Linked DNA regions of Zea mays: regions 1 and 3 are each linked to region 2. A link is a contact called in public Hi-C data. All regions are on one chromosome and are shown on one strand. The core of a region is the stretch at or near the end of the contact, and the rest is flanking DNA. Distances in the headings are between cores, read along the strand shown. Region 1 holds the start of LOC100283667. Region 2 overlaps LOC103647359 (mediator of RNA polymerase II transcription subunit 25). Region 3 has its middle 16 kb from the start of LOC100283667.

Region 1 (2,700 bases), core at 74-2,573, 260 kb before region 2:
CGGCCATGTCGCTGGGTTCTTCGCTGGCGCCGTTGGCGTTGTCGTCGTCGAAAGTCTGCAGGTCGCCATCATCGTCGTCCTCCTCCTCCTCCTCGTCCTCGACGGCGACGGACTCGACGACGCGCGGCGCGTGGCCGCCGCCGAAGGATCGGACGTGGTCCTTGAGCGACCGCTTGTGCTTGAAGTCGGAGCCGCAGGCGCAGAACCAGAGCCTGCCGCAGTTCTTCTCGTGCGTGCGCCAGTCGCCGCGCACGGCGAAGCGCTTGCCGCAGCGGCGGCACGCGTAGGGCCGGGCGCCGTGCTTGCGCCGGTAGTGCGTCTGCAGCGTGCGGAAGTCCTTGAGCGGCCGCGCCCGCGGGTGCTCGATGTTGTTCCGGCACCCCTCCGCGCAGCAGTAGCACGGCAGGCGCGTCAGCGACGACGACGACGACGCCGCCGCCGTGCCCACCGTGATAATGGCGCCGCGTAGCAGGGACTCGGAGCCCTTGCGGTACTGCGAACCGTGGCCCCACATGTGCATCTGCGTGGTCGTTGGTTGGTTGTGTTAGTTATCGCATTAATTAGGGCAACGTACGTACGTATGCAGTTTACCTGCATGTTGTTGAAGCGGTTGAAGGTCTTGTTGCAGACGGCGCAGGAGAACTGCGTGGAGCCTACCAGGATCTCGGAGGCGGAGGGGATCCAGTACTGGCTGGTGGGCACCTCCGGCGTCGTCACGGTCGACGGGGCAGCGAAGCCACGGCCACCACAGGAAGCTGCGTCGTTGTTGCTGCGCGGCGGGGCTATGGACAGCGATATGCTCACATCGGGCTCCTCCTGCTGCTGGTGCTCGTGGTGGAACAGGAAGCAGCTACTGTGGCTGCTGCTCCCTGCAGATCCGCCGCCATTGTAATGGCTTTGGTGGGTGAGGCAAAAAGGGTAAGAAGAAGCGGAGGAGGCGGCCATGGAGGTGGTGCTGGTGCTGGTGCTGCTGGTGGTGGCGCAGATGGTGGGAGGAGACGAGCACGCCGAGGAAGCAGCGGCGGCGACGCTGTGGTGGTGGTGGCCGGGAGGCCACAGGGAGAGGAGCAGCATGGACTGATGGTCGTCCTCCTCCTCGGCATCATGGCAGTGGCCGTAGTGCTTGGTGGTGGGGGCAACGGCGGCGGCATGGTGCTGGTACGGGTGAGCGTACGGGTGCATGGCTCTGTAGTAGCTGTGCATGGCGACCAGAAAATTCAGTGAAGAGAGGCTTGAGGGGATGGGAGCGGAGCAACAAGTGTTGGAGGAAGAGCTAGAGAGCTGGCCGGCCGGTGTGTGTGATTGGTGGTGGTCTGCTGATGGTGGGGGGAGGGAGAGAGAGAGCTAGGCTCTGCTTTATATAGCTAGTGACGAGCAGGGAGAGAGTGCTTGTATTGTGAATGATTGGTAGTGTAGTGGAGTGAGGCAGCGGGGGTGCCTGCACGTGCAATGACATAGGTACGTTGAGTACATATATACCCTACCATATATACATCTAGCTAGGGGTTTTTTTTTCTTACAACATTGTGATACATGCATGTAGTTAGAATCAAGTACTTGTTTGTATATATCCATGAAACAACAAACTCTTCCACGCAAGCAATCGCATGTGTGTACAGAGGTTGCAACAATGTTTATTTTTTGGACGAGCATTATAATTTGTTTGCTTAAGCAATTCGTCTATAATATTATAAGTGCTTGATTTTGTTTATTATTGTTTAAGCAAAAGCAACATGTATTTTTTATTGTTTAAATATAGAATAAAAAAATCATATATTGTCGCTTGCGAGTTGTTCTTTTAGTTGTGTACTCCCTACGCCCTAATTAATATATAAGAGCATCTCCAAGACTCTTTATATATCTTTACTGATTTAAACATTATAGATTTTAATGAGTAAAAAAACCATCTAACAGCCTCTTCAATTAGATATGCAAATATAGACACACCCTCTCTATTCTGGAATTTTTTTCTCGCTAGTCAAATACGAAGAAGAACGAGGATAGCTCTCTAGACTACGGACAAGATATAGAAAAACTGTTGGAAGAGTTAAAGGTATAGAAAACGATCTTTGCTAAAACGGCTCTCTCTGTTTCCTCAATGCTCACTCCACACACCGTACCTCAAGACTCCTTGATCTCTCAAATTTTGCAGGCTGTACCTGTATATATGTATGTTTGTTTAATTGTTTAGGACACTTGTAACCATATATATGAGCCGAGTACATACGCGTGGACGTGGTACGGTTTGACACAACACAACAAGGAAAGGGGGCTGCAGCCTGCAGGCACCGGAGGTGTAGCGGTAATTTTGCAGGAGATAGGGCTTGGAGGCATTAGGGCAGGAGGGGACATTGGACCGCCATATATAAACACTAGAGCGATAGTCTAGGAGATGCAGCGGCACGCAACGCATGCATGGGACCATCTGCATGCCCCTCACCTCAGCTCAGATCAGATCAGATGGGTCTTGGGCCCCCCACGCGCACACGACTTCCGAGGGTGTACGACACAGTCGCGCATCACCACGCCCGGCGCCCCCTTCGGCATCTCTCGGCACGGCAGGCACGCAGATGCTTTTCTTTTTCAATGTTTCACCTCGTCTTTTTTTTTCCCTGGGTCGTTCATTATTTCGCTCCGCGTATAGCAAAAATTACTATGTTACGCGCCGCACCCGGAGCCTTTCAATTGGATCCGTTTGGT
Region 2 (2,700 bases), core at 152-2,651:
CGGTGACATGATGAGAAGCTCCTGAGTCTAAGAGCCACTCAGTCGACTGAGGTAGAGAAGGCACTGATGAAATCTGAGACGGCACTGGTTGCGCAACTAAGGCGTGAGCGAGGGTCTCTTTGTGGTGGTCTTTCACCATCTTCCTTTTGATTGGCCTATATCTTAGAATCCGGTCTTTCGCTGTTCCCACAGTCCCTTAGTCACGTACCGGCTGTCGGTCTATCTCATATTCGCAGAAGAAGGAACTTGTCATTACTGTGTCAACATTAGTGGGTCTGGCGCTCGGTTTCCCTCTCTGAAACCTCTCTAGTGACCGTCGGTCTCTGTCTTCAATGGCCCAACGACCCTAACCCTTGAACAGGATCGATCTAACGCTCCTGTAAGCATGAACAGTGTAGCATATGGTCTTATGCCCTTGTCGATGTTTTTCCTCCTGTGCCAGCTAGGGTTAGTTATAGTCCAATATATGCTCAAAGTGTTCTCTTAGTTTTTTATGATCTTTGTGTTCAATTCGGATGCATCTACATATTCTTATAAAAGGTCTTCAACACGTTTTTCAATGTCTTGCTTGAGGTTTTGATCATTTATACCACCAATTTATCTTCATTCAAATACACTTTGCATCCTTTAAACTATATCTATAAATACTAATAAATAATGTTACTTAAAATACTAGCAAGCAATATTAGTTCAAATGATTATGTTAATCATCAAATACTAAAATTTATGCATCAGTCTATTTTACTTACATTCCTATTGCAACAAACAATTTTGCTAATATTGACTAAACGACGAATTAAATGATTGTTTAGCTTATTTAATCATGCTAATATTGAATAAAGTATGAATTAAATGGTTGTTTAGCTTATTTAATCATGTTTAGCTCGATTCAATGTAAATCGTTTAGACAGTTTAAACTGCTTAAATGATTCAACTACCTATTTAACGTACCATTTAAACCCTAAACAACACAGGTCACTTATTTTACTGTAGTTTAAATAATAATTCTGTTATACCTAATAGTTTACGGCTAGTACAACAATGCCATAAAGTCACTCAAGATTACGAGTACACCACCATATCATAAAGTATGCACCTATGCATGGACATCTGGCATTTACCTATCGGTGACAGGGATGCTTAAGTTTTCAGATTAAGTTTTAGCAACACTCCCCGAGTGACTATTCCCTAACCCTGTCAAATGAAGTTGACATCTCAACACTTGGGTCAGTGTAAACCCTCAATTCATCTGATGCCTGCTGATAAAAGGTGCTTAAGGTAGGAAGCCTCCCCCAGGCATGCTGCCCGGCCCCTGTGGCGTAATCTTCCCTTGCATCATCTGCACTGCCCGATTGTGCCCCTGCATGAACTGCTGCCCCATTCCTGTACCCACCATCTGGGGTTGCTGCTGCTGTTGAGGCTGCATCTGTTGCTGCTGCTGCTGCATTTGCTGCATCTGTTGCTGTTGAGGCTGCATCTGTTGCTGCTGCTGCTGCATTTGCTGCATCTGTTGCTGTTGAGGCTGCATCTGTTGCTGCTGCTGCTGCTGCATTTGCTGCATCTGTTGCTGCTGAGGCTGTATCTGTTGTTGTTGTTGTTGTTGTTGCTGCTGCTGCTGCTGCATTTGCTGCATCTGTTGCTGTTGATGCTGCATCTGTTGCTGTTGATGCTGCATTTGCTGCTGCATTGGCTGCATCTGCTGCTGCATCGATTGCATCTGCTGCTGCATCTGCGAAGGTTGCTGCTGCTGCATCGGTTGCATCTGCGGCTGCTGTTGCTGGAGTTGCATCTGTGATTGCTGAAGTGGGAGGCCTTGCGGCTGCATATGCATGTGTTGTTGCAGCTGCTGCTGCTGCTGTTGAAATTGCTGTAGCTGCTGTTGCTGCATTGGTGTCTGCTGAGTTGAGGCCTGCGGTTTGAACACCACCATGTCCTGGGAAAAGGTCATTTAGTAAATGCAGATAATTATGCAGAACATTAATTAATTTAACTACAATCAAGATTACCCCAGGGAAGAGCATGCCAATCAAACGACCTGCTTTGTCAGCCATCGACAGCAACAGAGTTTGCGATGGTAACTGTATCACAGCACACTGAAACCAGGACCAATTGGATATTAGAACTGTATAAAGTAACTGACAGAAAACTAAGTGTATGAAACGACAGTAGATGAACCGCAGCAAAATAACAAAATTACTGGTTAGTTGTCCGTGCGTTGCTACGGTTTTTATATATCATAAAGATAAATCTTATTTAAATAAGATATTTATTCAAACACGGTCTAAACCGGATGTGTGGTGAGATGAGATGAAGTTTTTTCTCTCGCTTTTTTCCACGCTCACGAGATCAGAGATAGTGAGAAAGAAGGTATTGTACTATAGATAGCCAAATAGGTCGTGTCTAGCAGACTGACCCAAGGCACGGCCCATTTAACAGTACCGCGGCCCGACCTGAGAACCATGTCGTGCCTGAGCCACCGTCTCAGTCTATAGTGCCGGCCCGGTCCGACGTGGCATGATTATATTTTTTTAAATTTAAATGTATTAGTATGTATATATATTTACAATATTTATCCTCTGTGTAACACAATATTTAGAATATCTATAGAAGAGGGCCACGGTTCGAGCGCTAGTATGCTCTCTTTTTTCTTATTTTTTTTCCCGTGGGAGAGCGCTGCGCCGCGCTGAGGGAGACCCAATG
Region 3 (2,700 bases), core at 133-2,632, 240 kb before region 2:
CATGCTTATTAGGCTAGCTAGACCATGCTTATGTGCTTGCTCTAGGTTTAGGCTTAGTGTTTAGTGAAGTTCGATCGCATACCTCTTATCGGTTGGTAGTCCGATTGGGAGTTTATTTGGTCTTTGTGAAGGGATCTAACTAGGACTAGAGGGCACGCACAGGGCTATCTCTAAATGCTTTAAAAATGATTTAACTGTAGAATTTTTTTTTTCTAAACGGTCTAGAAAGTTCCCAAAATATTCTAGTTGATATCTAAACACGTCTTTGAACAGCTTTTGCAATAGAGAACATATATATTAGGCAACTAGCTAGCATGAATGCATTCAGCATAATGTATGCTGTGTTGATGTTGGTTTACATATTATTATATCTTTTCCGTGAAATGTTTCTGAAACATGGTAATGCATTTTATGGAATGTCATCTGAACGCATGCAGAGACATTTTATGTGTGATTTAGAAACCTTACCAAGTGTTTACCATAAATTTGTTAACTAAATTTAAAAAGGGTGCAAAAATCGTATTCAAACCCACTTCAAACTTCAAAGCATTGGAGGTTGAATGGATGATGTGTCCAGATGATAATTAAGCTGCTTGTTACATACTGGGCCGCTTCATGGACTGAGCAGGCCCGTCGGTTCATGGACTGAGAGGGCTCGGGCTGGTCCTAGTTTATATCCGTATAAGTTTAATTATAGAGTCTATTGTTGGCCCTAACTTTTTATCATATCATCTATAGCTAATAATAAAATATTTATATAATAAAGTTGACTCTAATGTTAGCTCTTAGATGAATCCTTTGTCTCTTTCTCTTTCATCCTTCTGTCTTGAAGCACGTGTATCATCTAGCGCTCTTGCATAAGAGCTAACTCTCTCTATTTTTTTATGTCTCTCTTTTCTAAAAAAACAAAAATGTCATGTAAACAGGTTTATAGCTCATTATTGTACTTGCTCTAAGGAGAAGTTTTATAGTAATACGATCATCAATTGCTGCGTACATTCAAGGCCTTCGGCGCCGTGAAAGGGATGTGATACGTATACCGTATACGCAATGATCGATGCATGCCAACACACACACATGCATGACACATGCAGAGAGAGAGAGAGAGAGAGAGAGAGAGATTAATAACGTACTGCATGCATCAAGAGGTAGCAGGCATTCATCATTCATTATTCAGATCTCAGAACCCTTATTTTTAGTCTCGTCCTGGATACCAATAAGCCGGGCTCGTCAGGTCAGGACTAGGAAACAGGAGTACACATTTACTAATCATTGACTCAAGCTGCATGCGGCGTGTGTATGGATCGATCTCGGCTACATCCATCGACATGCACGCGTGCTTGCAAAATGAAACCTGAGCGCGCGCGGGCCATGCATGCATTCATGTCGTCAAGCTTGCATCATTTCGATCCGGTCGTCGGAAACTATGGAGCATGCTGCATGCGTGCGTGCTTCATCAACTGTTTCCAGATCCAAGGGCGACAAATTCCTTACGTACCTGAAAATGACGTGCATATTTAGTGTTAGCGTCACCATACCGCCTAACGGTCCCCTCTGTGGCTGTGCGGACAGTCCGCGGCTCTGTATCGGACAGTTAGGGATCTTGCAGCAGGGGCGGCTCCTTCCCTACTTCGCTCCGGACGGTCCACGCTCTCAGTTCGGCCGGAACGTCGGCAATGACGTAAGGTGTAATCCTCCTCGCAGGGGGAGATCTTAGGGTGCTCTGGATCGACAAGTCACCTGGGGCGTCTCCAGATGACATAGAGTCGCCTTGGAATTAAGAAATCTTGTCGAGCAAGAGATCTTATGTGAAGTGGATCTTGCTCCATAGGATGCGTAAGATCCCAAGGTTGTCCCAAGACGACGTAGACTCGCCTAGGGCATTCGATTTAATTTTCACTCAGAGGATCAGATCTTGAATGAAGTAGATCTTGCCTCTAGTGATGGGTAAGATCTCAGGGTCATCTTGGGGTCGACAGGCCACCCAAGACGGATCTATACGACGTAGAGTCGAATAGGAATAGAGGTGGATATGCGGAAAGCTACAACTAAAGCTACGTTACATCTACTCATAGGGAAGGAATGATAAAGAAAGATAAATAAAGTAGATTGGTTCGATTGAAATGAGTCAGAAATCTAGGTATTCTCAGTTTTAATTTAATCCAGAAAAAATAATGTGATATATGTGATGACATGTATGTGCATGTGTGTATAACTACTCGCATAAGCAGTAAACAACAATAAAACATGCACAAATACGAAGAACAGAAAGTACCCTGCAGAGGAACCGATGCTCAAGGTATCAGTGGCTCCATTCACACAAGACATCTTGTGTGTATGTTTGATATAGCCGTACAAAGTCGATGCAGAAAGATGTACGCAGTGCAGTCCCTCGAACGGTCATCGAAAGAAGAACAACAACACACATCGCTCGGGGCAGACAACGAAGAACAGGATGTTGACGAAGCAGCGCTGGGTCGAACAGATCACGCGAGCAGTCGTGAATATATACGCCCCCAAAAATCTGATCGCCCGCACACCTGTGCAAGTATATCTTTACGGATGGCAATTTCGGAGGCCTGCTCTCACACTCTCTGTGCTCGCAGAATATGGGACGCAGACGTGTCGTTTGCAACGTGTGTGAGAGATCGCGTGTACCTGGAAGAGTCCTCCATCTCCATTCTTATAGGTAGTTAGAAG

What was found. A called contact is a pair of places that touch in the nucleus more often than the background predicts.
Region 1: a Hi-C map of ear shows a contact between it and region 2, with 2.3 times the contacts expected there. The contact joins the promoter of LOC100283667 here to the enhancer-like site in region 2. A contact is called at or near these places in 2 of 25 Hi-C or Micro-C datasets (ear and leaf).
Region 3: a contact with region 2 is called in a Hi-C map of tassel, with 3 times the contacts expected there. The contact joins two enhancer-like sites. A contact is called at or near these places in 3 of 25 Hi-C or Micro-C datasets (ear, leaf and tassel).

The regions. Positions count from the first base shown.
Region 1 is chr2:178,334,453-178,337,152 of Zm-B73-REFERENCE-NAM-5.0, forward strand. LOC100283667 reads right to left here and starts at 1,324. Exons shown (of 2, transcript NM_001369890.1): 1 at 592-1,324; 2 at 1-520. The coding sequence starts at 1,203.
Region 2 is chr2:178,589,445-178,592,144 of Zm-B73-REFERENCE-NAM-5.0, forward strand. LOC103647359 (mediator of RNA polymerase II transcription subunit 25) reads right to left here. Exons shown (of 15, transcript XM_008671901.3): 14 at 2,007-2,093; 15 at 954-1,933. The coding sequence ends at 1,274. Among protein-coding and RNA genes, the nearest start is that of LOC103647359, 13 kb to the right of the region's middle. Within about 2 kb of position 1,402, at least 3 of the 20 cell types and tissues checked have an H3K27ac peak or open chromatin away from gene starts, as enhancers often do. A contact at or near this core is called in ear and tassel, where this site is marked.
Region 3 is chr2:178,350,584-178,353,283 of Zm-B73-REFERENCE-NAM-5.0, forward strand. No RefSeq gene overlaps it. Among protein-coding and RNA genes, the nearest start is that of LOC100283667, 16 kb to the left of the region's middle. Within about 2 kb of position 1,383, at least 4 of the 20 cell types and tissues checked have an H3K27ac peak or open chromatin away from gene starts, as enhancers often do. A contact at or near this core is called in tassel, where this site is marked.